3 separate regions of the Mus musculus genome follow, and regions 1 and 3 are each linked to region 2. Evidence: chromatin contacts called from public Hi-C and HiChIP or PLAC-seq data. All regions are on one chromosome and are shown on one strand. The core of a region is the stretch at or near the end of the contact, and the rest is flanking DNA. Distances in the headings are between cores, read along the strand shown.

Region 1 (4,186 bases), core at 111-2,610, 250 kb after region 2:
CTGCAGAGTCCCAAGCCCTGCCTACTTCTCTTCTGCCCAGCTATAGGCTGTAGACATCTTTACTAACTAATCAGGGACAAATTGAGAGGCAAGGTTTGCATAATCAAAGATGGTTTACATGAGGATCTGCTTGTCTTAGAGCACCCAGGTCTTGGGATACAGTATTTAGCAGCACCAGACCAACCCATTATAGAGTGGTGAAGACCCACCCTGTCTTAGTTTCAATTGCTGTGATGAATACCATGACCAAAAAAAAAAAAAAAAAAAAAAAAAAAAAAAAACAACTTTGGGATGAAAAGGTTTATTTCACTTCTCAACTTAGAGTCCATCATGAAAGAGGTCAGGGCAGGAGCTAAGTACAGGAACCTGGAAGCAGGAATGAAACAGAAGCCATGGAGGAGTCCTGCTGACAGGCATACTCCCCAAGGCTTGCTCAACCTGCTTTCTTATACAACCTAGGACCACCTGTCCAGGGGCAGTACCATTCACAATAGACTGGGCTGTCGATATCAATCACTCTACTAGCTGGTTTTGTTTCAACTTGATGCAAGCTAGAGTCATTAGAGAGTAGCCTCAGTTGAGGGACTGCCTCCATGAGATTCAACTGTAAAGCATTTTCTCAACCACAGAATGATGGGGGAGGGCCCAGCTGACTTCCATAAGAAAGCATGCTGAGCAAAAAAGGGAAAGCAAGCCAGGAGGAACCCCTCCAAGGCTTCAGCATCAGCTCCTGCCTTCAAGATCCTGTCCTGCTTGACTTCCTTTTCCAAATTCCTTCAATAATGAATAGCAATATGGAAGTGTAAGCCAAACAAGCCCCTTTCTCTCCTACTTGCTTTTTGGTCATAATGTTCTGTCACAGCTATAGAAAGCCTAAGATGACCCCTAATTAATAAAGTGCACCACAGGCATGTTCATGGGTCAATCTGGCTGGGAAATGTTCTCAACTGAGGCTCCCTCTTCCCAAACTTGACTCTAGTTTGTGTCAAGATGAGACAAAACTAGCTAGTATATGAGCTGTATATGTGACACCATACAGTGGTCTAGTATGTCCAAACTGAATAAAAATGGAAAGAGAAAAAGCCAGGTGAGCAGAGAGTTTTATTTGTTGGTCCACTAAGGAGTTTCATCATGAACTCCACCATGTGTTCCATCATTTCAAGATTACATTGTAAGATGCTATACTTACAAACCCATGAGCAAAACAAACACTTCCTTCATAAAATTGCATTTAGTCAGGTTTTTGGTCAGAGCAATGAAGAAGAGCCATCTAGAGAAAGTGACTTTCTTGGTGAAGCTTCAGAATGTATCTTGTAAAATGACTTTTAAATTGTTTTAGAGGCTGTGAAATTACTGGAAGATAGCTTTTTGCCACACTAGTCTTCCAGTTCTGGTGGGACTTGGTATTCCTATGCTAACTCTTCCAACCTTGCAGCTGGAGTCTGATTTGCAGCCCTTTAATGATGTAAACTTCATAGAGGAGAATTTCCCATATACAGATCCTTAAAATCAATCTCTCGAAGCTCTGAGAGAGAATACCGCTCCCATCTGCATGTAGGGAAGATGTCACCTAGCCTCATATTATAAGTAAGAAAATCACAAATCTTGGACTCTAAGCATAGTTTATTTGATTCCAAAACTGTTATTTCATCCATAGCTCTGCTCCCTGCTACATTCATGGGTTTCAAAGACTTTGATGATGAGAATAATAACAACTCTGAGGATTGTAATTATTATAAATTATCTTTTCAACAATTTTATTCGAAATTGGAGGAAAAGCAAACGTGCAAAAATAAAATTTGCATATACATAGCAAACCACTGCCCAAAGAAATTCAGCGGTAAACACATTATTCACACATTGTTGTTAACAAGATTTTTAATTAACACTCAGGAAAAAAAAAAAACCCGAGGGGGGAGGGGTCTGAAGAGAACACATCATCCCATCTGGATTTTCTGTGAGAAGGATGGGACTTTCAAAAATGCAAATTTCTCTAACTGTTGTTTACAATTAATACCACACTGCTGACTCCCCTGACTAAGACCCTGATGAGGTGTTCAAGGAAGAACGCCTTTCTCATGAGAACAGTAGACTTGCTGGATGAAAAAGATAACACTCCATGAATTCATCAGGTTCTCCTACAACTGTGCTCTCAAGAGCAGCCCATAAGCTGCATGGCTTCATCCCAGAAAGCTAGCTGGGGCAATATGAGATATCATAAGAAAATGTCACGAGAAATGACAGAGTCTCATAGAGAAAAGCTGGAATCACCTGGGGTGTGCTCACTTTGATGGAAGCCACTTACTATACAACCCCCAAACAACAAGTGTTTATTTTATATAGCACAAGAAAAAGAGTGTCTTAGTTACTGCTCTATTGCTGTGAGGAGACACCATGACCAAGGCAACTTATAGAAGAAGGTATTTTATTGAGAATTTGCTTACAGTTTCAGAGGGTGAGTCCATGACTATCAGGGCAGGAAACATGAAAACAGGCAGGTAGGCACTGTAGAAGCAGTTGAGAGTTTATATCTGATTCACAAGCACTAGGCAGAGAGAGATTCTACTTGGAAATGGTGGGGGCTTCTTAAACCTCAAAGACCACCTCCAGTAACACACCTCCTCCAAGTCTACACCTCCTAATCCTTCCCAAACAGATTCGCCAACTGGGTGGGGGGGGGGGGCATTCAACTGTATGATTGTACAGGGGTCATTCTCATTCAAACCACCACTGAGGGGTTAGCTTGTCTGAGTGGGAAGTCTTCATAGGGGAACAGTCTTAAGTTGTAAATATGCAGCAGGAGGAAGCCATGGTTCTGGTGGGTGCTAACTCTACACTGGCATTAACTAAAGAGCAATCAGTTGTCAATACTGGTACTCGGGAGAGTGGAAGGCTTTGCCATTTCTCCAAACCTGACCCATGGAAGCTTTATCATTTGCAGAGGTCTGAGGCATTGGGGTCCTTGACGTGGTGTGCCCATATCAACAATATAAATTCCCAGTCATCTTTTCTTAAGTTTCTATAAGAAGGCTTCCCAAGAAAACAGTTTAGAAAAAAAGGGGGAGGGTGACATTTCAAATACTTCCTTTACAAATGAGCATTTCGGCCTTCCTTGCTCGTCTTCTTGGAGACAGACCTCCCCTGGATTCACTTGCTGCCCTTGCATGGTGGCTCCTTCATGGTGCCGTGCTTTCCCATTGAGTTCAATTCCTTTTCGCCGTCAATGTCTCTTCGAGTGCCTGTTGATGTTCATATTTTAGATTATAAGCCAGCAAGGAAACATGGTCCTTCTTGGGATTTATTTTATGTGCTGGGCTCTTGGCTACAGATTGTATTATCCCACCATATACATGCCCATCTAATCCAAACCTCAATAATAAGCTTCCTTCCACCATCAGTTCACCTTAGAAATTTCTGTGCTCTTTTCTTTTCTTTTCTTTTCTTTTCTTTTCTTTTCTTTTCTTTTCTTTTCTTTTCTTTTCTTTTCTTTTCTTTTCTTTTCTTTTCCGAGACAGGGTTTCTCTGTATAGCCCTGGCTGTCCTGGAACTCACACTGTAGACCAGGCTGGCCTCGAACTCAGAAATCTGCCTGCCTCCTCCTGAGTGCTGGGATTAAAGGCATGCACCACCACGCCCCCCCCCCCCATTTTTAAATTTTAAGACAGCATCTTGGGGGTATATTTCTGTAAAGAGATACCATGACTACAGCAGCTTTTAATTGGGACTGGCTTACAATTTAGTCCCTAGTCGTCAAGGCAGGGAACATGGTAACATGCAGACAGACAGAGCTCTATGTCCAGATCCACAGGCAACAGGAAGAGAATGAGACACACTAGGCCTGGCTTGAGCATTTGAGAAACCCACCCCCAGTGACACATTTGCCTTAAGAATGACAAAGCTACTTCAACAAAGCCACACCTCCCAATAGCACTACTCCTTATGAGCTTATGGGGACTTTTCATTCAAACTACCATAGTATACTGCCCAGACAAATTCACCACCTGCTTCAGCCTCTAGTGTAATTAGATTACTAGATTGCAAGTATGTGACAATAACTTCCAAATAGTGGGCAGTTGGAATTTGTTTCATTTATTTAATGCAACTATAAGCCATGTATAGATGGATCATTGCTGCATCATTTGAGTGGAGATAAGATACATAGTGTACGTAATGAGTTCAATACCAG
Region 2 (4,550 bases), core at 155-2,654:
GGACTCATGTCTGCCATCTTTATGGGACCCAAAAGCTCACCTGTTAGTATCCTAAACTCAGAGAATTTATTGTTTCAGAGATTGGGGCACACATACATTCAGGTTAGCTGGATGAGGACCAGAAGTGGCAGCTACTGAGAACTTGCTGGTCTCACCATGATGGTTTACCTCTTAGATTCCAGATGCCACTTGCAAGTACTTCTGTGGGCTTAGTGTTAGGTTTGTCAGTATTAACCTGTGTTCATTGTCACTACTCAGGCTGAAAAACAGGCTCCTCCTTCGTAGTGGAATTGGGTTAGCCGCTGGGGTAATAAAAGAAATATTATGGTTTCCACCCTGAAAATCCCAGCACAGAAAACAGAGATTTACTCTCATTTATTTCATTAGCCCATAATTAACACATATCCGATCATGTCTTTTTATTCTCCCATGTGGAACTTTATTGTATTTTGCTTGCTTGTTTGTTTTGTTGTTATTTTGGTTTTTGTATTTTTTTTTTTATTTGTTTTTGGTGCTGGAGATTCTGGAAGATTCGAGAGCTTATAAAGCTTTGGGATTATCTATTAACTACAACCCATGGGCTGATAATATTAATTCTTTTTTATGTTAATTCTTTTTAGCTATAGAATACATTCCCCAACACAATAATATTTTGTTAAAGCTGCCTTTTTTATCCCAGTAAATCTTAAATATCCACTGAACATATTTTGGAGAAATTTTTATTTTTTTAGTAAAAAGGAGACCACATGGTTTCAATTGGTATTTCGAATAAAAAAACTTATTTTTTAAAATGCACTGAAAATACATTTTGCTTTTTAAACGCACAAACATCTCAGCAGCTGTTATGTGTTTAATTAAATGAGTTGCACATGTGTTTATAATGCACAGCACTGTGGTCTGAGAAAAGCGTCCCTGGGGTGTATGGTCAGCCTTTTGCCTCACTGAACTTTCCTCCGGAGGTCATGGGAAAGGGGTACAGGTTTGGGTTTCCTCTTTTCCAGTCCACATGTCCCCCACCAACTACTGGTGGGTAAACAAACCCATGTTCCAAAGGCGACACCGTGGCTGACCTGAATCATTCTGAAGTGCCAGACCTGTGGGCATAACCTCCGCCCAGCCAGCCCAGCGTGCAGGTCCAGTCTCTCTTCCCCAGAGCAGCAGAAGCCTCACTGGGGATTTGCTTCTTGCTCTCTGCTTTCCCCGGGAGTCCAGATCCCAGATCCCAACACCCACTAGGGCGCATACAGGCGGAGACACCGGTTCTTCCTCAGTGAGCTGAAGTTCTCCAGATGGCAGCAAGCGCCCCGCCCCCACCCCCATGCAAATTCCTGGCAGCAAGAAGCTGTCAAGTGGCTACTGCTGCTTATTGTTATGACCACTCCCCACCCCCTTCACACACACAGGCAGAAGAAAGACCATCTGTCGCCATGGGGCAGAGAGGGACTTTGCAAGTGGCACTCTGTGCAGTTTAGCAGACCCGCGACAGCCTTGGGCTCAGCCATGTCCTTCCTAAGCCATGTCTAACCCGCCCCGCCCTGGCTGGATCCCCAACCCAGCTCCACGAAAGGAGGTGCAGTTTGCTAGATTTCTTTTATGATATTTATTCCACACAGATAGAAAAGCCGGTTGTCTTCCTGTTTTAGTTCTGGGAAAGGAACTGACTTAACACAACATCTCATAATCACTAGTGAGAAATGGGAGCGGAGAGCTAGATAAAAAGTGGACCTGGAAGAGAAAAGTATAACCCGAAGTTCAAAGGACACCGAGGTTATAAGTGTGATTTCCATTCGCTTCTCCAGCTCGACCAAAAGCTACGCGTTAAACTTTGATTTTTATAAAGAGAGAACGAACCATGTCAAAAGATTCTAGGCATTAGAAAGTCCCCAAATATCTTGTCCATATTGGAAATTTGACCCTATTGTTGCGGTCTTTTTTCTTGTTGTCTGATGTTTCTGGTCATATATATTAAAGCACTGCTGTGCTGTAGTTTCTACATTCTTGGTGTTTTCTTAGTAAGGAAAGGAGTTGTCCACTGACATCACTTCAAATCACCCTGTTTCCCTTTATCTGCGTAAGTCTCTTTTATTTAAACAAATAAATAAAACTACGTCTCCATAGACACAACTAAGCTTACAATGCATGTAATTTCTTTCTTTCAAACCTACCACCTATGAATTCTCTTAAGTGTATATCTTTTTTAAAAAATTCCTAGTATTCAATTGTGCTCTGTGTGTAGCTTTTGATTTGCATGTGATAGTAAACTATAAATTGTATTCTCTCATTTTTTTCACTAACATGACACTTTGATCTCACACCAGATACTACCTTCCTCTGAAGAGCCTTTTTTCCTCTGTGTCTTTCATTATGGTTCTAAGAGAGTGTATGACTTCTTGATAAGCACACTCTGCTCTGTCCCTTCTCAGGGGCCCTGACTGTGACAGTACACCCACTACCCCCTGCTCAGGTATGAAATCCACCAGGATACTGGGCACAGCATTGATGTGCTGCCTTCTATTTTCCAGTTTAACCCTTTTCCTCTCTAAAACACCTGCAGAGTGCTGCCATCAGTAACGAAGGTAACATTTAGACAGTCCATTGTTTTGGAGATTTGGATTGGTTGTTTGGTTGGTGGTGGTGGTCGCAGGTTTTTGTTTGTTTGTTTGTTTTGTTTTGTTTTTGACATAGGGTTTCTCTGTGCAACAGTCCTGGCTATTCTGGAACTTGAGTTGTAGTCCAGGCTGGCCTTGAACTCACAAAGATCCACCTGTCTTTGCCTCTCAGAGTGCTGAGATTAAAGGTGTGGTCTACCAATGCCTAGCAACTTTCTTTTTCTCATTCCTCAATTCAGAATCCAAGCATGGTAGAAGATATATTTGATTTTTATTGAGGGCCTCCTGGAAGACTATGGCTTGAATGAACCTAGGTCTCATGGTTTACATCCCTCTATTGATGAACACATATTGTTCTCTCTAATCCTGGCATAAAAAGCAGAACTGCAGTATAAACTGTAATTGGTCTTTACTACTTTGTGGGTTCTTCTTTTTCCTGCCCTTTATTTCACCCACCCGCCAGTTCATCCCCATCACTAGATAAGAGAGAAAGGAGGAGAGAGGGGATCAAGAGATAAAGATCCCTGAAACTAATTTCTCTCCTTCTTTGTTTCTTCTTTGAATGTGACTACTAAGAAGCCGTATCCAAATCCTCTGAATGACCAACAATCACCCCCAACCCCATCTCAAGGCCCTAGCATTTATAGACCCTCTGAAAAGTTCCCAGAATTTCAAACATCACACAACTGCAGAAGCTAACTGTAGCTGGCAAAACCGCACCTCTGGTAAAGCACATGGCAAAGTCAGCTGCTCCGGTCCAAAGCAGCCCCATATCTCCGCACTTGGGATTAAAATAAAAACATATTAGTAAAATGTTTTTATGTTTTTAAAATAAACCAAATTTCTCATGATAATAAACAGGTCTTTCAATGATGGGAAGAAGTTCTCTGGGTGCATACCAGAAGTGGGGCTCTTGGAGCCTAGCATTTTTCTGGAGTACATACAAAATGGGGTAGTTGGATCACAGATTTTTCTCTGGGGCGCATACAAGGAGAGGGGGTAGTAGATCATCACATCTCTCTTCGTGCATACCAGGAGAAGGGTGGGTGGATCATAGTTTCCAAATATTCAATTTTACTAAATACTGCCAAATTACTACTCAAAGAGAGGTTACCATCCTGTACCCAGCATTTTTAAGGATCTGATGTTCTATTTTGAATAACTGTTGGGAAACATCTGTTCCTATTTGTATTCTTCATTTGCTTCTCACCCCCATGCATTTGTGAACTTCCATTTCTATATTCTGTTCATGTTTTATCGGGTTCACAGAGTTTCTGACTCATTTGCTTGATAGCAGCAGATCGATGCATTGGTCCAGCATGTATGTATCCAGTGCAATTATCGCCTGTCGGTTTTCACATCACAAAGGCCTTCCATTCTACATCCACCTACTCTTTGCTTGTGGAGTTCTTTGTTAAGCAGAAAGATTATATTTGGATATTGAGGAGTGCACTAACTTTTCTTCTTTTCATTTGTGTTTCAGGCACTGCTGGGGTCTCCACAAATGAAATCACAAAGATAAATTCCTGTATTATCTTCCATAAAAGCTTTAGAGCTTTCCCTTTCAAAGGTAGGCCATTAGTCAATTGAAGAGTGGGGTTGTTTTCCTTTTCCTCTTTAAATGCAGTGTGTCATGCCAAATTATTTTCTTTCATGTGTAAGCTAATTTTTCTCTCCCTTATGTGAAGAATGTTATCTCAGCCATTTGTATTTTTCCCTATTTTCCCCACTTTACCCTGTCCCATTGTCTACTTATCTATGTGTTTTCTGAACCAGTGGGTTTTTTTAGACAATATTTTTACAATACTTTGTTTTCACTTGGTCTTGACTCTTTATTTTCTCTCTTCACAGTCTTTTATCTTCCTATATAAATTATAGGACTAAGTTTTGAAGTTACTCATAACTTGACTGAAGAAGATAGGACTCAGAGATCAAGTTTTG
Region 3 (4,549 bases), core at 1,116-3,615, 170 kb after region 2:
AAAATGGAGTGCAGTGAAATTCTAATTGTCTTCCCCCCCACTTCCTCCCTCTCCCCACCCCTCCATTCAAATGAAATCAGGAAAATTCACATTCTCCAAGTCACACTGAAGTTACTAGTTTCTCAGCCCTGACAGGCACCCCACAATAGGGGGTTTCTCTGCTTAGAGCGGTCATGGGAGTACAAGCCTTTCCTGTTGCTTGGAACCTCCAGGGCTTGGCTTTGTGGAATAGGATCAGCAGAAGAGAAGCAAACTATTTACAGCCAGAAGGCCCTGGATCTAGGAGCCTGGAAGCCTGTTTTCTGCTTTGACCTGACCAGTGAGTCACTGTCCCAAAGCCAAATGATTTCCGGTGCTTCGGTTTCACCTTCTATAAAGTAGAGATAATCATACCCGTTCCTCCCCACGTCCTAGTGCAGCGTAAAAAGATATCATTAAATGTGTGGGCCCTAGGGAGAGGAGGCTGAAATCAAAGCATGCTTACTGCTTTTCCTATTGCCAAATAACCTCCTTAATAATCATAGCTTTCTCTCCTAATAACCCATGCTACTACTGGCCTGGTAACCTAAATGTCAGAAGATCCATATCACACTGAAGGCCTGCTTGGTGTTAATTCACATAGCAAGGGATTGTTCTCAGAGTCAGCAACTCAGTTTTGTGGGTAGCCATTTACAGGAGTAGCTTCGACCAGGAGGAAGCAGGACCCTGAAGAGTACAGGGTCCAGTGGGCACAGTAGAGCACACTGCTGACCGGGTTAGGTAACAGTGGCATCACCTCTCCTGGCTTGTCTGCCAGGCTCTCCGGGCTCTCTCTGTCTTGAAAAGAACAAGGTGACGTTGTCCAACCACATGTACTCCTTGAACCATTCAACATCAACAAGTGTTATTTCAAACCTTGCCTGGGGGAGTGGGGGATGGGGTGGTGTGGGGTCATGTGGTCCACAACATTAAATTCTAATTTCGATAAATGTACCTGCTGTTCTTTTGTATTAAGTGATGACATGAAGCTATGAAACCTGAGGCTCTATTTTTGGCTTTATGTATTTTTTTTTTTTGTGGGAAAAACTACCCCTTAAAACTTTTCATGATGATGTGTGTATGTGTGTGAGTATGTGTGTGTGTGTGTATGAGAGAGATAGAGAATGTGTATGTGTAAGTGTGTGCACATGTATAGACTAATAGAACAATTTTCAGGAATTAATTCTCTCCTTTCATGTGGCTCCTGGGCCTTGAGTTTACATCATCAGGTTTGGCAGGAAGAACCTTTACCCAGTGAGCTATCACAAAGGCATCTTAGCCATTTTAAAATTAGTTTTAATTGGAAAATACGCACAACACAAAATTTGGTGTGAACTATTCCATTGCTATTCTTCCATCCTTAAATTCCATTTCAACTATTTTCATCTTCTCTACTTAAACAACTGTGTCTTGAGACAGTCTCCCTATTTAGCCAGGTTGGTCTCAAGCTCAAGATGCCCAGCCCTAGGCCTTTTATGTGAGGATCCGGATCCATTGAACAACTCCTCCAGCCCCTAGCAAGCACCACTCCACTCTGCCTTCATGCATTTGACTGCTTTAGGATCCACATGTAAGGAGATCTTTCTCTGACCAGCTGATCTCATTTAGTATCATGACTATAACTTTCCATCACCATCCCAGCAGATATCAGGACTCCCTGCATTAAGACTACTATCTCTTTGGAAGTGTGAATCACAGACTTTAAAGGCATGATCTCTAAAGCCTTTAATTCCAGAACATTCCCATGTTGAGCCTGAGAAGAAGTCTGCTGTGAGTTCAAGGATGGCATAGTTTTAATTTCCATTTTCCAGTTCATTGGGAGCATGTACTCAAGTCAGAGGTGGGACTGGTAATCACTCTGCCTCTGCCTTTCCAGGGCTAGAATTAAAGGCACGTCTCACCGTGCCCTACCATGTCCACCTCCTTTTTAGCCTTTGAAGAACCACCACACCACTGTTGATAGGCAATCCCTTGACAGTGAACAAAATCTTGCTTTTTCCACATCCTCTCCAACACTTGGAATCTTCTGGCTCTGTTTATGGTTTTGATAGTAGCCATCTTAATGTGCTGTAATTCCATTTTGACTGACGTGCAGGGAATGTGAGATAAGATTTAAACAATGTAGCCGACTTTCTTGTACTTTTGTGAGACTTTTCATGAACAAGTTGTTAAACATTTAAACAAAATAACTAAAAGACATCGTAAAGAATTGGATTTTTTTTTAGTTACCCTTGCTCTGCTGTCTGGAGAGGAAGTTTAAAAAAACAAAAGGACTTGCAAAGGACGGTAGGGGTTTTCCCTGTTGGTTCCAAGTCAGCAGAATAAAATGAGCCCAAGAGGCTGTAATGTGTTGCGCTGTATTCTCCTGCGTGTGTTTAGTGCAAATGTTCTAGATGTCTCTAAGGTGCTTTTGTGTGTTTCACAGTTTGCATATCTTCACTACGCAACTGCCTGGCCAGAGCAGATAAGCCCCAGAAGGAAGAGTGGAAGGGGTGGTGGTGGGATGGGGGCAGGGTGTCTTCCCAGGAACTGGGTAACAGAATAGGGAATCGAAGCGCTGCTAACCCTGGACAAAGGCAGAAAGAACAAGAATGAAGAGGAAGTCAGGCTGCGCTCCCCCCTCCCCTCCTCCCCCTCGCCCCTCCCCCGCCCAGGCCCGCCACCAGCTGATTTCAGCGTCAGCTGTTTGGTTTGAAGCCTACTTCCCCTTCTAAACTGCTGATGCCCTTGCTCTACAGCAGGGAAGAGCCAACCCTGCCATGCTAATCTCTGACTGCCCACAACCCCCCTCCTCAGTTCTCCCTCCCCCATCCTCCCCCAGTCATACCTAGGCATTTAAAAACTACAGATTACTGAATATGTACTAATTATGAATGTCAAACAAGATGAAATAACTTCAGTCTTAAATACATTTTTATTACGAAAGTGTATTCAGAGCAAAGTTGCTCTCTTCCACATGCTGTAACAGGGATTCAGCAATTTAAAACTGTTTGCTTAGCACAGGGCCTTCATTGACTGTAGAAAATTCTTAAAATTTTAAATAATTTTGAAACTATAATAAACTAATATGTACAATAAGCTCAAAGTCACTCCATTTTTTTTAATTATTTTTATTTTTGACATGCTCTGACAGGTCTAAACTATGCCATCCAAGCTAGGTATGCTGGTCCATACTTGTAACCACAGTGCTTGGGGTGTAAACAAAGTGAGTTTCTGTCTCAAATACGCAAACAAACAAAAACAGCAAAACAAAGAAAATCATCTTTGGTGTGTGGTCGCCCTTATTAGTTTCCTTCTAAGTTGTGAAGACTTTGATAGCTGCCAAGCCTTCACTTTGCCCCAGGCGTGGAGCACTCTGTAGAGCTGAGCGGGAGCCTGGGTTGGGTCAGACTGGTTCGATCTGGGTACATGGGGGAAATGACTGGCTAGAATGCGGCCTAGACTAACTCACTGCAGAACAAAGTCTAGACCACCCAAGACACACTGACCTCTTCTGTCACCCATTCTTCTTCAGCAAGTGGTCCTCAGAAGGAACCCCCAAAGGGAGGGAGCCTGGTATTTTTTATAACTACTTAGAAAGATATTTAGGAAACTTTGCTAATCTAGTTTTGTGACTAAGTCTAAGAAATGTCCACAATCTGGTAAGAAGGGCTGGTACGATGATGATTCAGTGGTAAAGATAAAGGGGCTTGTTTTGCAAGGCTGACTACCTTGGGTTCAATCCCGTGTAAAGATGAATGGGGAAAAAAAAAAAAAAAAAAAAACTCCACAAAGCTGTAGTCTGACACACACACACACACACACACACTAAATAAATAAACAATTTAATTTTAAAAAATTAAAAAGACATGTCCACAATCATAGTGTGTCTTTTTGCCACTTCCACAAACATGCAATTAATAAAATAATGTATGCCTACCAAGTGCAGATGGAGCCAGCTTCTCCAATTGTTTTTGAGAATTGTGCCAAGTGGTCTCTTCTGATTCTTGTCTATACACAATCCAGACCAGACGTGAATTCTCAGTCTTACTGCTCAGCATCCTGAGGGCCAGGATTTTAGGTGAGTGAAATCACTATCTGGCTTTAGTAGCCTTTGAGCTGTTTTAGACAGTTACCTTGTGCTTCCTAACAGGAAAAGGTGGGAGAGGTAATAAGCCTAAGGCTAAAGAGTAAGTAGGACCAGAAGGTTACAGAGTACAGGAAGTCTTCACACACACTCACACATATGACACACACAGCTCTATACCCAGAGTAAAGCCACTTGTTTTCTGAGCTAATCTCAGGGGGGTGGTAATAAAGAGAGTATTTTGTAAAGGAGATTGCCTGTCTTAAGAAAGGAGGGAGAAAGATGAGCAAATGAAAATTTTCCATTTGTAATTTTATTATTTTACTTTGAATGGCCTCTTCACGTATATCTGACAATTTACTAAGCCTAATGGCACATATTATCAATCCTAATATTTGAATATTTGAAGGTCTCTAGAGGCAAAGCAGCAAAGCAGGCTACCCTCTGTGAGTTCAAGGCCAGCCT

What was found. A called contact is a pair of places that touch in the nucleus more often than the background predicts. HiChIP or PLAC-seq counts read pairs in DNA pulled down with a chosen protein or histone mark.
Region 1: a contact with region 2 is called in an H3K4me3 HiChIP or PLAC-seq map of embryonic basal ganglia, with 2.8 times the contacts expected there. The contact joins two enhancer-like sites. A contact is called at or near these places in 7 of 39 promoter capture datasets (the C10 cell line, cranial neural crest, liver and 4 more), 1 of 15 datasets of contacts at CTCF or cohesin (CD8 T cells), 10 of 484 Hi-C or Micro-C datasets (B cells, cerebral cortex, cortical neurons and 6 more), 8 of 115 datasets of contacts at active chromatin or transcription factors (bone marrow-derived macrophages, embryonic basal ganglia, embryonic forebrain and 5 more) and 2 of 9 other capture datasets (adipose tissue and embryonic stem cells).
Region 3: a contact with region 2 is called in a Hi-C map of liver, with 2.9 times the contacts expected there. The contact joins two enhancer-like sites. A contact is called at or near these places in 1 of 39 promoter capture datasets (the 3T3-L1 cell line), 8 of 484 Hi-C or Micro-C datasets (cranial neural crest, lens fibers, liver and 2 more) and 1 of 115 datasets of contacts at active chromatin or transcription factors (CD8 T cells).

The regions. Positions count from the first base shown.
Region 1 is chr10:37,149,540-37,153,725 of GRCm38.p6, reverse strand. It overlaps 5930403N24Rik (RIKEN cDNA 5930403N24 gene), which reads right to left. Exons shown (of 3, transcript NR_166104.1): 3 at 1,741-3,239. Among named protein-coding and RNA genes, the nearest start is that of 5930403N24Rik, 12 kb to the right of the region's middle. Within about 2 kb of position 1,360, at least 4 of the 459 cell types and tissues checked have an H3K27ac peak or open chromatin away from gene starts, as enhancers often do. A contact at or near this core is called in embryonic basal ganglia, where this site is marked.
Region 2 is chr10:37,394,290-37,398,839 of GRCm38.p6, reverse strand. No RefSeq gene overlaps it. Among named protein-coding and RNA genes, the nearest start is that of Gm31202, 32 kb to the right of the region's middle. Within about 2 kb of position 1,404, at least 136 of the 459 cell types and tissues checked have an H3K27ac peak or open chromatin away from gene starts, as enhancers often do. A contact at or near this core is called in embryonic basal ganglia, liver and uterus, where this site is marked.
Region 3 is chr10:37,230,212-37,234,760 of GRCm38.p6, reverse strand. No RefSeq gene overlaps it. Among named protein-coding and RNA genes, the nearest start is that of Gm26535, 87 kb to the left of the region's middle. Within about 2 kb of position 2,365, at least 167 of the 459 cell types and tissues checked have an H3K27ac peak or open chromatin away from gene starts, as enhancers often do. A contact at or near this core is called in liver and uterus, where this site is marked.